2 separate regions of the Sus scrofa genome follow, and region 2 is linked to region 1. Evidence: chromatin contacts called from public promoter capture Hi-C data. All regions are on one chromosome and are shown on one strand. Each heading gives the region's core, a stretch centred on a gene start, on an enhancer-like site or on the middle of the called end of the contact. The rest is flanking DNA. Distances are from core to core; before and after follow the strand shown.

Evidence for each region. Promoter capture Hi-C pulls out the DNA fragments that hold promoters and counts their contacts.
Region 2: a contact with region 1 is called in a promoter capture Hi-C map of fetal skeletal muscle, with 10 times the contacts expected there. The contact joins two enhancer-like sites. A contact is called at or near these places in 1 of 5 promoter capture datasets (fetal skeletal muscle), 13 of 47 Hi-C or Micro-C datasets (brain, embryonic fibroblasts, epiblast stem cells and 8 more) and 1 of 2 datasets of contacts at active chromatin or transcription factors (skeletal muscle).

The regions. Positions count from the first base shown.
Region 1 is chr17:59,011,807-59,014,639 of Sscrofa11.1, forward strand. All of the region lies in intron 1 of GNAS (GNAS complex locus), which reads left to right. Among named protein-coding and RNA genes, the nearest start is that of GNAS, 28 kb to the left of the region's middle. Within about 2 kb of position 1,380, at least 19 of the 83 cell types and tissues checked have an H3K27ac peak or open chromatin away from gene starts, as enhancers often do. A contact at or near this core is called in fetal skeletal muscle, where this site is marked.
Region 2 is chr17:59,558,100-59,560,932 of Sscrofa11.1, forward strand. No RefSeq gene overlaps it. Among named protein-coding and RNA genes, the nearest start is that of EDN3, 130 kb to the left of the region's middle. Within about 2 kb of position 1,477, at least 22 of the 83 cell types and tissues checked have an H3K27ac peak or open chromatin away from gene starts, as enhancers often do. A contact at or near this core is called in fetal skeletal muscle, where this site is marked.

The DNA.
Region 1 (2,833 bases), core at 130-2,629:
CTCTGCCTCCCCAGCCCGCCTGCGTGCCCTGGGCCTTCCGGGAACCAGTTCTGGGGCCTTGGGCAAATCCTTTATCTTCTGGGTCCCTGCTTTCCCCATCTGAAAAGTGAGGGGTGTGTCCTTCTCACTGTAAAACTTCTTCGAGTCTCTCCTAAAAAGTTTGACTAGAACAGGTATGCCAAACACCCCCTCCCTGACGCCCGCCAGCCCCGCAGACACACACTCTGCCCTTTCAAGTTGCCTTCCAAAATGGCAGATTGCACAGGAAACTCCAGGCCTCGCTCTTGCCCCTGGATTCATAATTAATAATTTCTGGGTACCCATCACAGAAGAATCTTTGCAGGAAGCAGAGGAGTGTGGGACTTTTTTCTCACCCCAATCGAGAGCTAGAAAAGAACTCCAGATGTGGGCAGAGGTCCCTTTTTCCATCAGGGAAACCCAGGGAGCCTTCCTGGAGGAGGTGGCATTTGAGACAGTATGGGAGGATGCAGGGAAATGAGGGAATAGGATTTGGGGTGGATGTGCGATGCTGTCTCAGAACATACTGGCTGAGGGGGACTCCTTATCGCTTTTTCATCCATGAGCACGTCGTTGGGGTTTGAGGGTCTCGGAGATGGCAGGGCTAGTTCTCATTTTCCCCCCTCTACCGCCCCCCCCCCAACCTCTCAGGGCTGCAAAACCCCTGTGTGCTAAGGAGCATGCTTACTAGGAAGAGTCTTCCCAGCTAAGTTGGGACCCCTGTCCTCCATCCCAGGCCTGACCCTGGACTTGGGGGAAGGTCACTTCTGCCTTGTTGAGGCCAAGTCTCCAGGGGAGGGGAGGTTGCCTCTGATGGCGGCTGGGGCCAGGTTCCTCGGTTCCAAAGAGAACAGGCATCCTTGCCACTCCCCCGCCCCGCAGCAGCTGTAAAATCATGAGCTCATCTGTTCGAGAAGGGCCTCGAGAACTCCTGCCAGGGCCTCCCGAGTCCCTTCCGTCATGGGAACGTATCCGTTCCCAGTGAAACCTGCCCGCCGTGCCCATCCTTAGACGCGTCCCCTGCTCTCTTTCTTTCATAGTTGAAAAATCAAAGGACCTGATAAAATACATCAACGTCGGGCAAAAGTTTTCCCCCTTCTGCCATGAAAATCCTCTTCTTTAAGTTAACAAACTTTATTCCCACATTCTTCGCCTACACGCCGCATCTTCTGGGGCGTCTAGAAAGCTTTCCTTACCTTCGTGCTCGTCACCCCCCCCCACGTGCAGCCCACCCCTTGGCCAGGATGCAGGGGCGCCAGGACTCTGGGTGGGGGGCGCGGGGAAGGCAGGGCAGGTGGGCTCCCCCGTGTCCGGCCCCTTTTCTGGGCCGTAGAGCGCCTCCCCCACCAGAGGTCAGCAGAGAGCGTGGAATGCCTGGGAAGCTCGCAGGAAGTGGGATCACTTGGAATTTTCTAGATGAAATGTTAGGAAGCGCAAGGGAAAAAAGCCGCAGGTTTTTGCGGGGAGGGGGGCGGATCTCGGGGTTGGGGTCTCAAACTGTGCTGGGTGCCAGGGAGCTTGGCTTTCACACCCAGCCTGCCATTCTGGGCTTGGGGGCCTGTGCATTTGGTGGGTGTCTTTGCCCGGTTCTCCCCCCTCCACGACACACACGCCTTTTTCCTTCTGGGGGCCATGCCCGCTCAGCTCAGTCTCCCCGCCCCAAGGCCCCCCGGTGCCAGGCCAGCCCCTTCCCCTTCCCTCGGCGCTGGGAACCCGCACCCCATACTCTCCCCGGCCCCTTTCCCTTTTTCTTCCAGAAGTTGTACTTATTGTTAAAATGACATTCTAATATTCCAGGAAATCCCCCACCCCGCCCTTATCCTGTCCGGGTTTTCTATCTCCTTATCTCCCCCTGTCCTCTGCCCAGATGTATGGATGTCTCTAAAGAGGATGCGACCCGCGGGCACCACTCCATCTCGAGCCCCCCCTGCCGCACTGACTTCCTTAGCGCTTTTCCCACGTTGCGCATTGTGTCCTTTCGGGGCCGGTGTCCTTGCTCAGCCCTTCTGCCCGGGTTGCGCAGGGGGCAAAGGGACCCGCTGCCTTTGTCTTTCCTCCCCTGCACGTTTGCGAACCCCCCTGAGGTTAAAAAGCAGCTCTCGCCAGCCTGTTCTTTCCTGGAGAGAGAGAGGTGCCAAAGGAAGGGGAGAGAGAGGGGAACACAGGAGTGAAATAAAAAGTTTGACAGAGAGAGAAGGGAGAGCGAAAAAAGCGCCGTTAGTAAACTGGGCTCTGAACCCAGGAACCCAAGACGGCTGCCTGTCCTCTAGGAACTTAGCTTCTGGAAGGGAAGCGATCTGATCAGGTTGCAAGTCATTGAAGCTGCACCAGGCAGAGCTGGAGAGAGGCCAGGGCCAGCGGCCAGCGCAGCTGAGGGGCCAGGCTGGCTGGGACCTGGCCGAGGAGGGCTGGGGAGGCAGGCCCAGGAGTCCAGGGCGGGAGGGGGCATCCACCCCACTGCCCGTGCTGTCCCCTGTGGGTCCCAGGAGTGCAGGGTAGGACGAGCAAAGGGGGAGGCTGCAAGTTGGGGGCCAGCACCAAGGCCCCTGCCCCCCCTCCCCACGGTCCCCTGAGCTCTGACCGCTGCCTGCTTGCCCAGTGGGCCCTTTCTTGCTCCCCCAAATGTTCCTCTCCACATTCTAAAATGATGGTTCCATTTTTTATTTTATATTTTATTTTTTGACGGAGTCCTCCGCCCCCTTCTAGCACAAACTCGACGTTCTGAGTGTCTCTGCAAGCCTTACCCCGCCGAGTGGTTGGGTTGTAAGAAATCTGGCCCCCTGGGGACCTTTTTGGCTTCAAGAAAAAGAGCCCA
Region 2 (2,833 bases), core at 227-2,726, 550 kb after region 1:
CCACTGAGCGAGGCCAAGGATCAAACCCGCATCCTCATGGATACCAGTTGGGTTCATTACCACGGAGCCACAGCGGGAACTCGGAAGTGCATTTCTTATGCTGCCTTCCAGAGGCATCTCATCAATACAGATGTGCATCCTAACTTTTTTCTTTTTTCCCAAGCAGGGCGGCATCCTATACGCCATCAGCCATATTCAAGGGTGGCATGGTAAACCGGGTACAGAAGTGGGTTTTGCAGCATGTTTATAAGAGCAAACTGTTTGGGACTCAATGAACATCCATCACTAGGGAGCAGGCTGAGTAGATTTCAGCGGGTTCTCCACCTGCCCTTAACATTTGAGGTTGCACAGTTCTCAGCTGTGGGGTATCCTCTGGGTTGGGAGGTGTTTTGTGTCATCCCGGCCCTGTACCCACTGGATGCCAGGAGCCCCTCTCTCCGGTCGTGACCGTGAAACATCTCCAGCTGTTGGCATGTATCCTCTGGAGAGGAGAATTGGCGCCCTGGGGTTGGGAGGCCTGGATTAGGGTGCATGAGTGCTGTCATGTTACACAGCCCCTGGAGGAGGGAAAGGAATTGACTGAGTGGGAGGCCCAGCAGGCCTGGAAGGAGCCCACCCTTAGAGCCAGCAGCTGCGGGCGTGGGGAGAACCCCAGGCCGGCCTCGGGGGTGGCATGGGCTCTGGGGCCGGCAAAGTAAGTGATCACCTGCAGAATCACCAGCAGAGAGCGGAGATGGGGCCCCCTGCCGGCTGTCCCTGCAACTGCAATAAGCAGGGAGAAGAAGCCTCCAGAACCATATGTTTCCTGTATCCATTTCAAGCCGTGCCAGGCAGAGCCTTCAGAGGGCCTCTGGGATCCCGAGAGGCCACGGGGCAGAGGAGGGCACAGCTGCCATCTCGTCCACCTTCTGGGGACCCAGGGTGGAGCCCGAGCCCCCCTAATGATGGGCCCTGCTTGAGTGAGCAGCCGTGGACAGATGTCAAGTCATTTAGAAAACCCCCCGTTCTGAGATTTCAAGAAGCCCCCCCAGGATTTCAGTATGCCCAGTTAGTGCCAGTTGGCATCAAATGAGCAAGTTTTCCCTGACAACCTTCAGTTTTTGCCAGTGGTCTTCGTCGGTTTTATTTACAAAATCTCAGAGTGGCCCTGAGAAATGGGCCAGATTAGCTGGCAGTGCAGTCGCCGGTGGAAAAAAGGCGGCATTTGTGGACATGGAACTGCCGCCGTGTGCTTTTCCGTAAACCCAGGCGTGGGAGCGGTCGTGCTCGTGGCTGCCTGGTCCCTTTTCCATCCCACGCGCTCTCTCTCGTTCATGCGTAAATGTGCAAAGAAAACACATCTTTCGTCTCCCGTCTTCCCCAGCCTGACGGACGGGCTTGAGCCCGGCTTGCTGCTGGCTCAGCAGAGGCGGGGGGCCCAGCCCTGGCCTCCTGACCAGCACTGCAACGTCAACCAGGCGGCCTGAGCCCAACTTCCTCCCCTGTGTTCCTCCCTTCCTGAAAAACAGGGAAAGGGTCCCTCTCTAAGGCCATAAAAATGTGGCTGAAGAACCAAGAACATCTGGCCGGAGCTGATGGTTTCACGGAAACTCCTCCAGGGGTGCAGTGCATCCAGGACACCCCCTCTCCCTGGGGGCAGCTCAGATGTGGAGACACTGAAGCCCAGCCAGGAGGCAGAAGAGCCCAGGACCCAAACTCCCAGACCCAGCTGGGGCCACGTCCCCAACCGGGGAAGCCAGGCACCTACCCCCCTATCCACCCCCGACCCCCGCAAATAGAGGCAAGCGCTTAGTGAGCAGGAAGCCCATCCTGAAGCTTGAGGCCCCCCTGCCACAGGGCCCCCCAGTACCATCAGGGAGCCGGGGAGACCCAGGCCCAAATGCCTGGCCGCCTGGGACCTGGACAAGAGACAGCCTGCTTGCTCGGAGGTTCTGCGGCGGGTGGGGGCGGGGGGACCCCACCCTCCCCAGCCCCCCAGGTGATCGTGGGGACTCGAGGAAATGTTTGGAAAGCGTTTAGCACAGGGTTGGCTTTCACGGCGGCGTTGTGACACTCCTAGAAGTTTGTGACACAGGGCGGCCTGGGGGACCCACTGAGCTACAAAGGAGGGTCCTGCGCTCTGAGAGCCCTCTTCCCGCTCCCCAGGCTGGGAGGGACTCCAGGGGGCCTCCCTGGCCAGCAGGAGAAAGGCCAGCCTGTCGGTACCCGGCCTTGTTCCAACTGCTTGCAGATGGAAACTTTTCCGAGTCCTTGGCCCAGAGATGTCTTCCAGCAGCTGCCTTGGGCAGCTCATTTGTGAGGCAACAGCACCCTCTCTGGTCAGCGAGTAGTATTTCCTCTAGAACTTTCTCCGGGTTTCAAGCTATCTGCTCCCAGAGAGGGTGTGCAGAGTTCCTGGCAGCCCCACCCTGGGCGGGGTCATTCAGGATGTGAGCGCAGCCTCATTCCCGCCCCCTCACAGTTGGGGTCCCGGAGCCCCCTTCCTTCCCCTCTGGCCCTGGCTCTCCTCCTGAACTCTGCTGATGGGGAGGGGACCCTGGGGACAGAAGAGCCTGCATCCGAAGGCGCCCACAGCTCAGGCTGGTGGCTCCCTCCCCCCTGGCAGCTCCCTCCATACCTTGGAAACTTGTATGCTGTTTCCTTTGGAACATTCCAGAGGGCCAGGCTCTCCTGGGCTCTGAATCTGCTAAGGACCCCCAGGCGATGTCTGAGGAAAGGGAAGAGTGAAGCCCCAGGAAAGGCGCTGTGGTCCCCAGTCTTCCGAGCATTGCCCACTCCTCCAGGAGCACTGCCTCAAAGGACAGAGGCGTCTTCATCCGTGGAGTGCTTTCTT